Regions from separate parts of the Mus musculus genome. Here regions 1 and 3 are each linked to region 2. A link is a contact called in public HiChIP or PLAC-seq and promoter capture Hi-C data. All regions are on one chromosome and are shown on one strand. The core of a region is the stretch at or near the end of the contact, and the rest is flanking DNA. Distances in the headings are between cores, read along the strand shown. Region 1 holds the start of Syna (syncytin a). Region 2 holds the start of Gtf2ird1 (general transcription factor II I repeat domain-containing 1). Region 3 overlaps Gtf2ird1 (general transcription factor II I repeat domain-containing 1).

Region 1 (2,901 bases), core at 160-2,659, 100 kb before region 2:
ATAATGTTGTTGCACCTACAGGGTTGCAGATCCCTTCAGCTCCTTGGGTACTTTCTCTAGCTCCTCCATTGGGGGCCCTGTGATCCATCCAATAGCTGACTGTGAGCATCCACTTCTGTGTTTGCTAGGCCCTGGCCTAGTCTCACAAGAGACAGCTATATCAGGGTCCTTTCAGCAAACGCTTACTAGTGTATGCAATGGTGTCATCGTTTGGAGGCAGCTCTAAAATTCTTAATCCATCCACTTTCCTTCCTACAGACTTTAGCCTCACAGGGGACCCCCACTCTCTGATCCCCCTGATTTCTCACTACATTCTTATAGTCACTTGGCAGACGTTCCTATTGCTGACACCCTCTAATTGGTATATCCATAAGGGCTTTTTAAGGCTATGCCAATTGTCACAGGTTATGCCAATTGTCCTTAGAGTTTCAACACCTCTCACACCCCCATGCACCACATCACGGTTGCGGGAAATATCAAAAAAAGAACCCGCCAACTCTCAGTGAGGCCAGGCCACGCTCCCTCACTCCTGCCGCCGCCAACTCTCCCACGCCAGATTATCGCTCCCGCCGGGTCATCTCTAGGACTGGGTGCGGTTCCACACATTGACTCACACAACACCCCTGGTTAGCCATCTCAACACTTAATTACCCGGTAGGATTAAGTAAGACTCTTAAGCTTAGAGTTAACCATTAGATTTATGTAGTAATAATATCACATTTTACAAGATGCCAATACAATAATTTCAGAGCCAGTTGGTAAAACTTTAACCCAATTATTCTAACCTTTAGATAACACCAATGTTATCTAAATGTAACTCCATTCTCCCTCCTCCCTTCCAACGACCTTTCTCTGTCCAAACTCTTAGCTCCGCCTCCCTTTTCCTGTCCAATCACAGGCCTGCCACTGCCCTGATGTGATTGGACAGAGAAAATTCTGCAACCCGTCACCACAAAGCAGGCAGAGCCCATTGCTCTGACCAGGACCCTGACACTACAGTACCGAAAGGTTGGTGTCTACACTGACTCCAAATACACACACCACATCCTCCACTCTCATGCCTGCCTTTAGCAAGAGAAGGGATCTCTCCCTTCACAAAATGACATCTATAATTGCAAATTAATCTACAAACTCAATCAGGCTATTAGCTTGCCTCTGGCAGCAGTAGCTATTCACCCCTGGCAGCCATAGCTAACCACCAAAGTAGCCCAAGGCTACACCTAGGGGGCTCGACAGAAGACAAGTTAAAGGGAATCTGCTGCTGGCTAAGTCAAAGCTCAAAAGTGGGGCAGACCCTAACACTAAGACTAGCCCCTGATGACCCTCCCCCTCTTTGTTTCTACTCACCTAGGTCCAACCTCCATAAGCACAACCGGGCGCCTCCCTGACTTTTCCGTCACTCCTGGACTGAGCGAAGCCTTGCCTTTGGAACTCTCAGGACAGCATCTCTGTGCCTCCCACTGCCGTGGGCCACTCCTGAAGAGCCATGGTTCGTCCTTGGGTTTTCTGTCTCCTCCTGTTCCCTTGTTCCTCTGCCTACTCGGACAGCTGGATGCCCCTGGTAAACCTCACTCAACACCTCCTCCAGGAGGCTAACTCTTCCTTCTCTTCCAACTGCTGGGTCTGCTTATCCATCCAAACCCAGCGCTCTCTAGCCATGCCAGCCCCACTAAGGACTTGGACAGAGACACCCATGAAACTTCGAATCATGTACTCAGCCCGGACCCTCTCCGGCCCATACCCTATCACCGACCTTGAGAGGCGCCTCCAGAATTTCCAACCATTGACTCCCCACTCCTCTTTTGTCAACCCTGACCAGCGGGCCATTGCTTTCCTTCAGATCACCAGCGTGACAGGCATACTTCCCATACTTTCTCGGATCACCTCGGTGAGATACCCCGATGACCACGTCTATGAATCTGCCCAGCGCCCCATATGGGGCTCACTCTCCACCCAGACGATCCTCACCTCCCAGGCCCCTCTCTGCATATCCCGCTTCTTCAAGAATTCAAACCATGCCACCTTCGTGGGCAAACTCCCTGCCTCTCTTTGCAATCACACCTTTCAGCTCTCCCCCTCTGCCAACCACCAATCCATAGATCTGTCCTCCAGCTATGCATTCGCCCCATTAATGGCCATGCCAGGGTCTAAATGGAGAAACCCCTTACGCTTTTCAGGACCCCCTTCCCTGAACTCAGGGATGCCTCACTACTCCTGCCCGATAGATGACATCCACTGCCACACCTACCCCACCACCCCCTGGAGGTCCTGTCCTTCCTTCCCAGCTAGCACCTGCTATAATCTCACCCTATTCGAGCCGGACAATTCGAGCCACCCTATTACCCTGTCTGTGGACACCACATACTTCAAGATTAAACTCCAGGGACACAAAGACCCCTATCCACTCTTTCAGTACCAGCCCCTCATGGGGGCAGCCCTCTCTGGACAATATTCAATCTGGGAATATGAACCCACTGTTAAGAAAAACGGCGGTATCACTCCAAATATCTTCTCCCACCTTGTCTCCTTAACATACTCCTTCTGCCTCAACTCCTCTGGTGTTTTCTTCCTCTGTGGAAACTCAACTTATGTCTGTCTCCCGGCCAATTGGTCCGGCGTCTGTACCCTTGTCTTCCAATACCCGGATATTGAACTCCTTCCCAACAACCAAACCATATCTGTCCCGCTTTTTGCTACAGTTCCCTCCTCTGTCCCCGCTTCTCGCCGGAAGCGAGCCCTTCCTCTCCTTCCTCTCCTCGCGGGCCTGGGCATTGCTTCTGCCCTGGGGTTAGGCATCGCGGGTATCACCACCTCAACTGTGTATTTCCAACAGCTTTCCAAGGCTCTCTCGGACAGCCTAGATGAAATAGCCACCTCCATCATCAGCCTCCAAGACCAAAT
Region 2 (2,783 bases), core at 245-2,744:
TGTAGCCCAAGCTGCCCTCAAACTCACGTTGTTGCTTAGGATGACTTTGTCCTCGAAGTCCTCGAGTCGGTTACTGTGCCATATCATCTGGTTTTATGTGGGGCTGAAGGTCAAACCCAGGGCTTCAAGCAAGCACGCTGGACAACCATTCTATACACTGACTGAATTATATCCCTAGTGAAACTGAGTGTTTTCACTTTTTGAGACAGGATCATATGGGCCAGCCAGGCTTCAAACTCTCAGAAATCCTCTTGCTTCAAACTTCTAGGCCCTAGGATTATAGATGAAAGCCACTAAGCCTAACTCTTTATTATATATATATATATATTACAGGGATTCTCTAAGTTCAGACTGGGCTAGAATTCTCTATGATGCTCAGTCTGACATGAACTCCCAATCCTCCTGTCTCCGTCTCCTGAGTGCTGAGACTACAAGCACATTCTATCATGTCCTGCATCTATTTACCTTTTACTTACTGAATTTGAGGCACAGTCTCCCTGAGTGGTTTGGGGACTTGTCTGGTACATGTCTCTCTGCTGTGCCTATCCCAGCAAAGGCCTAGCCAAAGATTCAGGGGACCACCTGGTTACCAACCAACTGCTGGGTTGACTTGGGACATATGGCTTTGGAGAGGTTGGAGGGGGAGGGTCCCCCAGTGTTCCCCTCCCCCATTTAGTAGTATACAGGAGGTCAGATGGATGGTAAAATAAAACTCGGGACCCAAAACCACTCTGTGTGGTTGTGCTCACCTGTAATCCCAGTATTTGGGAAGTAGAGGGTCAGAAGTGCAAGGTCATCTTCAACTACATAGAGAGTTTGAGGCCAGTGTGGGGTGTGCGAAACTATCCTAAAACAACAACAATAAGGGTTTTAGGGTGTAGTTGTATAAGTAGAATGGTTGCCTTACATACAGAAAGCTCTGGGTTCGAGTCTTCCCAGGTATAAACTATAATCCCAGCACTTGGAGGTAGAGCCAGGACGATCGGTTGTTCAAGGTTATCCTCACTTTTCAGTTCGTGAGTGTTCAGGACCCTAAAACAGTTTGACTGCAACCAGGGCTTTATGAGATTCCAAGATAAAAAATAAATAAATAAAAAGGCCTGGGCCAGGCCATCCAAGAGAAAAACCTGGGGTCCCTCCCTTCTGACCTTGGACACTCCAGGCATAAGAGTGACCAGGAGGGCAAACCACCTAGGGATCCTCCGGGCGTCCTCTGGGTGACCTTGATGTATTCTGATCTCTCCGGGGAGGGGGTTCTAATCCGTGGCTGGGGGAGTCTCGAGGCTCCGAGGTTGTGAGTCCTCCCCCACGGTGGCACGGGGCGGGCCGTGCGGGCTAATCCCGTATGTAAATGACAGCCAATGGAGGGTGGTGTTGCGCGGGGCTGGGATTAGGGCCGGGGCGAATGGCTGGCAATCTTACTGGGATTACAGAACAAAGAGAGAACCTCCCAGAGCCCGGGCTCGGCTTCGCGCTCGCTCCGCGCCCCGCCCTCCGCCGCAGCCCGCGCCGGGGGTGGGGGCCCCGCGCAGCCCCCGGCCGGCCGCCCGCACCGCGTCCGCCCTCCTTCCCTCCCTCCCTCTACTGATCCTGTCCCCCATTCCCGGATTATTAACTCAGCAACCAGAGGCGACTGGATCTACCGAGTCCTGGCCACCGGGCCCGGGCCGGGGCGCCCGGAGCGCTTGGGGATCCTGCAAGGTAAAAAAAGGAGAAAGTTTGACTGGGGGCGGGGGTGGGGGTGGGGGATGGGATGAGGGATGATGGAGATGGGGTGCTCTGGAGCTTGCTTTGGTTTTGAGCCCTTATTTTTGCACCCCCCAACCTCAGTGTGTTGTGTGTATGGGAGGTCCCTTCCCCTCCCCCTCCAGGTGTCTCAATTCTAAGGCCCGCCTTTTGGGGTGTGTGTGCACGTGATCGGGATTATAATTCGAGTTTGGAGGGGGATGGGTTGGGATGGTCAGCTTCTTCCCTCCGGATACCTGCTGGAATCGGGGAAAGCAGACACCCCTCTCACCCTCGAATTCCCTGGAGGTGGAGAGAGAAGCGCCCCACTGGCCTGGAGCCCAGCAGGCCTGGATACAGTTGGGCGAATGAGGTCAGTGGTGCTGCCCTGCCGGGGGAGGTTGGTGGAGGGGGCGTCGGAAAGAAGCTTTCCTCCCCCTCCCCCTTTTCCTCTCCTGTCCTCCAACGCTCAAGCTGAGTCCGAACACTGCCCCAGAGCGGCGGTTTTTTTTTTTTTTTTTTGGGGGGGGGTCATCCTGTAAAGAGGCTGGCTTGCATGGTGGGAGCCGGACCTCTTTGGTTGGTTGGGGGTGAGTCAAAGAGACTTAGGGTCTCTAAAAAAGGGGCACAGAGGGTGCCAAGGAACAAGTTTGAGGGAGCCTCGGCTGTGGGTGGTCTCTGAGTTCTTGAAGAGGAGGGGGAGGGGCCAAAGGGTGCTTAAAGTCTCCCCATCCGGAGTCTCTAGGAGTGATCGCGACCGGTGTGACTCCCAGCTTTGCAGCCAGTCAGGGGGCTGAGAGGGCGACTTTTTTCCTGGCCTCTAAGCCCCAGGGAAACGGGGGATGGGGGGGAGGACACCCGTGGCTCTCAGAGTTTGGCTGCTCTGTCAGGAGACTAGCGGAGACCAGCATCGGGTCTGGCGACCCAGCCTCCCTGGAGTAGACTAGAGGTGGCAGTTCCTGGGTCCCCTTCCTGGGGAAGTGAAAGAACTCAGGAGCCGGGCTCAGCGATGGAGTGTGTATCTGGAATGTGGGGCGTGAAGGCTGGTCTTCGGCAGG
Region 3 (2,801 bases), core at 32-2,531, 82 kb after region 2:
CAACTCCCTTTGCGTCTGCCTCCGGTTGATGGAGAAAGGCTGCAGAATCCCTGGTCTTAAGACCCAGAGACCCCGTTGAGATAACATTGGAACCACGGGCTTCACCCAGTCAGTCCCATGACCTCCGGGAGACCTGGCTAACTCAGGAAATGGGGAAAATTGATGGCAAATGTATTTGAATGTTGTCATAGGGTACAGGGAGCTTGGTGGTAATATGTGAGGCATTGGGGAGCTAGGAAGATAACATAGTCTATAAAGTATTTGCTGTGCAAACAAGAGAACCTGAGTTTAATCCCAGGAACCCACATTTAAAAAAATCTGTGTAGGGGTGGATGGGATGGGGGGGGGGGAGAAAACACAGCTGTGCTTTGTGGTGCAGTTTGTAATCCTGTTTGGAGGAGGTGGAGCTTTGCAAATTGCTAGGGCTCACTGAGCAGCCTGCCTGGTCTATTCAGCAAGTTAGCTCCAGGTCAGTGAGAGACCATCTCAAATGAACAAAAGAAAAAAAGCTGAGCATAGTGGCCCACCTGGGAGGCAGAATTTGAGGTTTGCTTGTCTACAAAATGAATTCTAGGACAGCCTGGCGCTACACAGAGAAACATTGTTTCAAAAAACAAAAGCTAGAGAGCTCCTCTGGAATCCCCAGTGAAAGGCTGGTGAGTGGCTCAGTGGTAGAGCCCCTGCCTAGAATCCCCCAGTGAGGGGCTGGGGGCGTGGCTCAGTGGTAGAGCCCCTGCCTAGAATCCCCCAGTGAGGGGCTGGGGGCGTGGCTCAGTGGTAGAGCCCCTGCCTAGAATCCCCCAGGGAGGGGCTGGGGGTGTGGCTCAGTGGTAGAGCCCCTGCCTAGAATCCCCCAGTGAGGGGCTGGGGGCATGGCTAAATCAAGCTTGCTAAGATTTCGTGTATTTCACCAAGCCTGGTTTATGAGGTACTGGGGCTGGAACCAGGGCTTTATGCACTCTAGACAAGAACCTATCAAATCAAGTATATCCTTAGCCCCCAAGACCCCATCTTGAAAAAAAAAAGTAAACAAAACAAACAAAAGAAGCCCCTGGCCTCATTTTTACCTGCTGCAGCAGCTAACTGGGTGGACTCTAGGATCCTGGTGCCCACTGTGGAGAGAGCCCTGGGTGGGACCAGAGGCTGGACCAGAGCTGGCAGTCAGACCATGAGGGAAATGAGTACTTCCTCAGGAAGGAAGCTGGGGACAAGGCAGTACTTGTGAACACAGAGGGCTGCCTTTCCACCAATGAGAGATCCAGAAAGTCCCTTCTTTGGGACTGACCCTAGCTCAGCCTGTCTGCCCTCCACCCCAGCTCTTGAGTTAGTTTGTAAACATGGGCCTCTTGGACCCTGGCTGATGATAGCCTAAAGTCAGACCCTAGCCAGTTGCCACCCCTGACACAAGTGATTATCTAAGCTGATGTCACTGCTGGGTGCTTCTGCTCCTGTCCCTCTGGGGTCCAGGAAGTATGGCTAGACCTCCAGCCTCGGTAGGAACCCAGTATATAAGTCAGCCAATCCCCCTACAGCCCCCATGGCTCTCCCTGGCCTCCAAACGCACTCGTTTTGGGGACAGCGTCCTGATATGTATCCCAGACTGGCCTCAAATTTGTGGCCTTTCTGCCTCAGCTTCCAGAGCGTTGAAGTTACAGTAGTGGGCCACCACTCTGGGATCGGTTACCTTCTCCCAGGAGGAAACATAGACTCAAGAGAGTTGAAGGAAATTTCTCGAAGTCACAGAGCATTTGCCTAGCCTGGCTGAGATTTGAAAGGAAAAGACTTCCCTACTTGCAGGAGCTAAGTTGTACCTTAATGTGCTAAATCTGATTCTGCTGAGTGTCTCTCTGTCGCCCCCTCCTGACCACTAGGTGCAATGACATGGGTCCTATGGTCCTATCTGTAACCTCCCTTTTTTACAAATTCCCAGTTTAAACTGGTTTATTTACTTGATGGATAGGGTTTGATATTAGGATTTTTTACTTATGTTCGTTATGTTTTTTCTAGACAGGGTTTTTCTGTGTAACCCTGGCTTTCTTGGAACTTGTTCTGTTTACCAGGCTGGTCTTGAACTTATAGAGATCTGCTTGTCTCTGGCTCCAGAGTACTAGGATTAAAGTCATGAGCCACTAGCATCTGGTTTTAGAATTTTGAGTGAGTGTGTGCGTGAGTGGGGGGAGTGTGCCTCTGTGTGTGTGTATGTGTGTGTGTGTGTGTGTGTTTATGTACAGAGGCCAGAGAGCAACCCTAGATGTTGGTCCTGTGGAGCTGCCCTATTAAATGTATTATTATTTTTATTTTATTTTATTTTTTTAAAGATAGTATCTCTCACTGGCCTGAAGCTAGGCTGACCAACTAGTCCCAGGCATCCTTCTGTATCTGCCTCTCTGGTGATGGGATTACAATTTCACACTATCGTTCATAACTTTTAATCGAGGGGGTGGGGGAGAGGTAGGGAAAAGAATTGTTTGTGAGTGCAATTCCTTTAGAGACCAGAAGATGTCACCAGATCCCCTGCTGCTGGAGTTTCAGTTTTGAGCTGCCTGGCACAGGCCCTGAGAACTGAACTCAGGTCCTCTCAAAGAACAGTGAGCATTCTAAACCACTGAGCCATCTCTCCAGCCCTAAGCCTTGCTTTAAAAAAAAAAAAAGAATTACTACATAGTGTGTGTATGTGTGTGTGTGTGTGTATGTATACACCCAGGTCTTCAACCTTAGAGGCAGGAAGGTGTTTTTACCATCTGAGCTACTTGGCTGGCTTCAGGCCCTGCTTTTACAGAGGATGTGGGGCTCAGATCTTA

What was found. HiChIP or PLAC-seq counts read pairs in DNA pulled down with a chosen protein or histone mark. Capture Hi-C pulls out chosen DNA fragments and counts their contacts.
Region 1: a promoter capture Hi-C map of pancreatic islet shows a contact between it and region 2. The contact joins the promoter of Syna here to the promoter of Gtf2ird1 in region 2. A contact is called at or near these places in 4 of 115 datasets of contacts at active chromatin or transcription factors (embryonic stem cells, memory CD8 T cells and pancreatic cancer cells) and 3 of 9 other capture datasets (adipose tissue, liver and pancreatic islet).
Region 3: a contact with region 2 is called in an H3K4me3 HiChIP or PLAC-seq map of bone marrow-derived macrophages, with 5 times the contacts expected there. The contact joins the enhancer-like site here to the promoter of Gtf2ird1 in region 2. A contact is called at or near these places in 13 of 39 promoter capture datasets (the C10 cell line, the HPC-7 cell line, HPC-7-derived erythroid cells and 7 more), 3 of 15 datasets of contacts at CTCF or cohesin (the NIH/3T3 cell line, large pre-B cells and thymocytes), 42 of 484 Hi-C or Micro-C datasets (8-cell embryo, the AML12 cell line, B cells and 26 more), 42 of 115 datasets of contacts at active chromatin or transcription factors (the 230-238 cell line, the HPC-7 cell line, T-cell acute lymphoblastic leukemia and 25 more) and 5 of 9 other capture datasets (adipose tissue, embryonic tail, liver and 2 more).

What each region holds. Positions count from the first base shown.
Region 1 is chr5:134,558,679-134,561,579 of GRCm38.p6, reverse strand. It overlaps Syna (syncytin a), which reads left to right and starts at 1,409. Exons shown (of 1, transcript NM_001013751.2): 1 at 1,409-2,901. The coding sequence starts at 1,487.
Region 2 is chr5:134,455,427-134,458,209 of GRCm38.p6, reverse strand. It overlaps Gtf2ird1 (general transcription factor II I repeat domain-containing 1), which reads left to right and starts at 1,494. Exons shown (of 30, transcript NM_001081464.2): 1 at 1,494-1,701.
Region 3 is chr5:134,373,166-134,375,966 of GRCm38.p6, reverse strand. All of the region lies in intron 22 of Gtf2ird1 (general transcription factor II I repeat domain-containing 1), which reads left to right. Among named protein-coding and RNA genes, the nearest start is that of Gm46925, 26 kb to the right of the region's middle. Within about 2 kb of position 1,281, at least 60 of the 459 cell types and tissues checked have an H3K27ac peak or open chromatin away from gene starts, as enhancers often do. A contact at or near this core is called in CD8 T cells, the HPC-7 cell line, adipose tissue and 9 more, where this site is marked.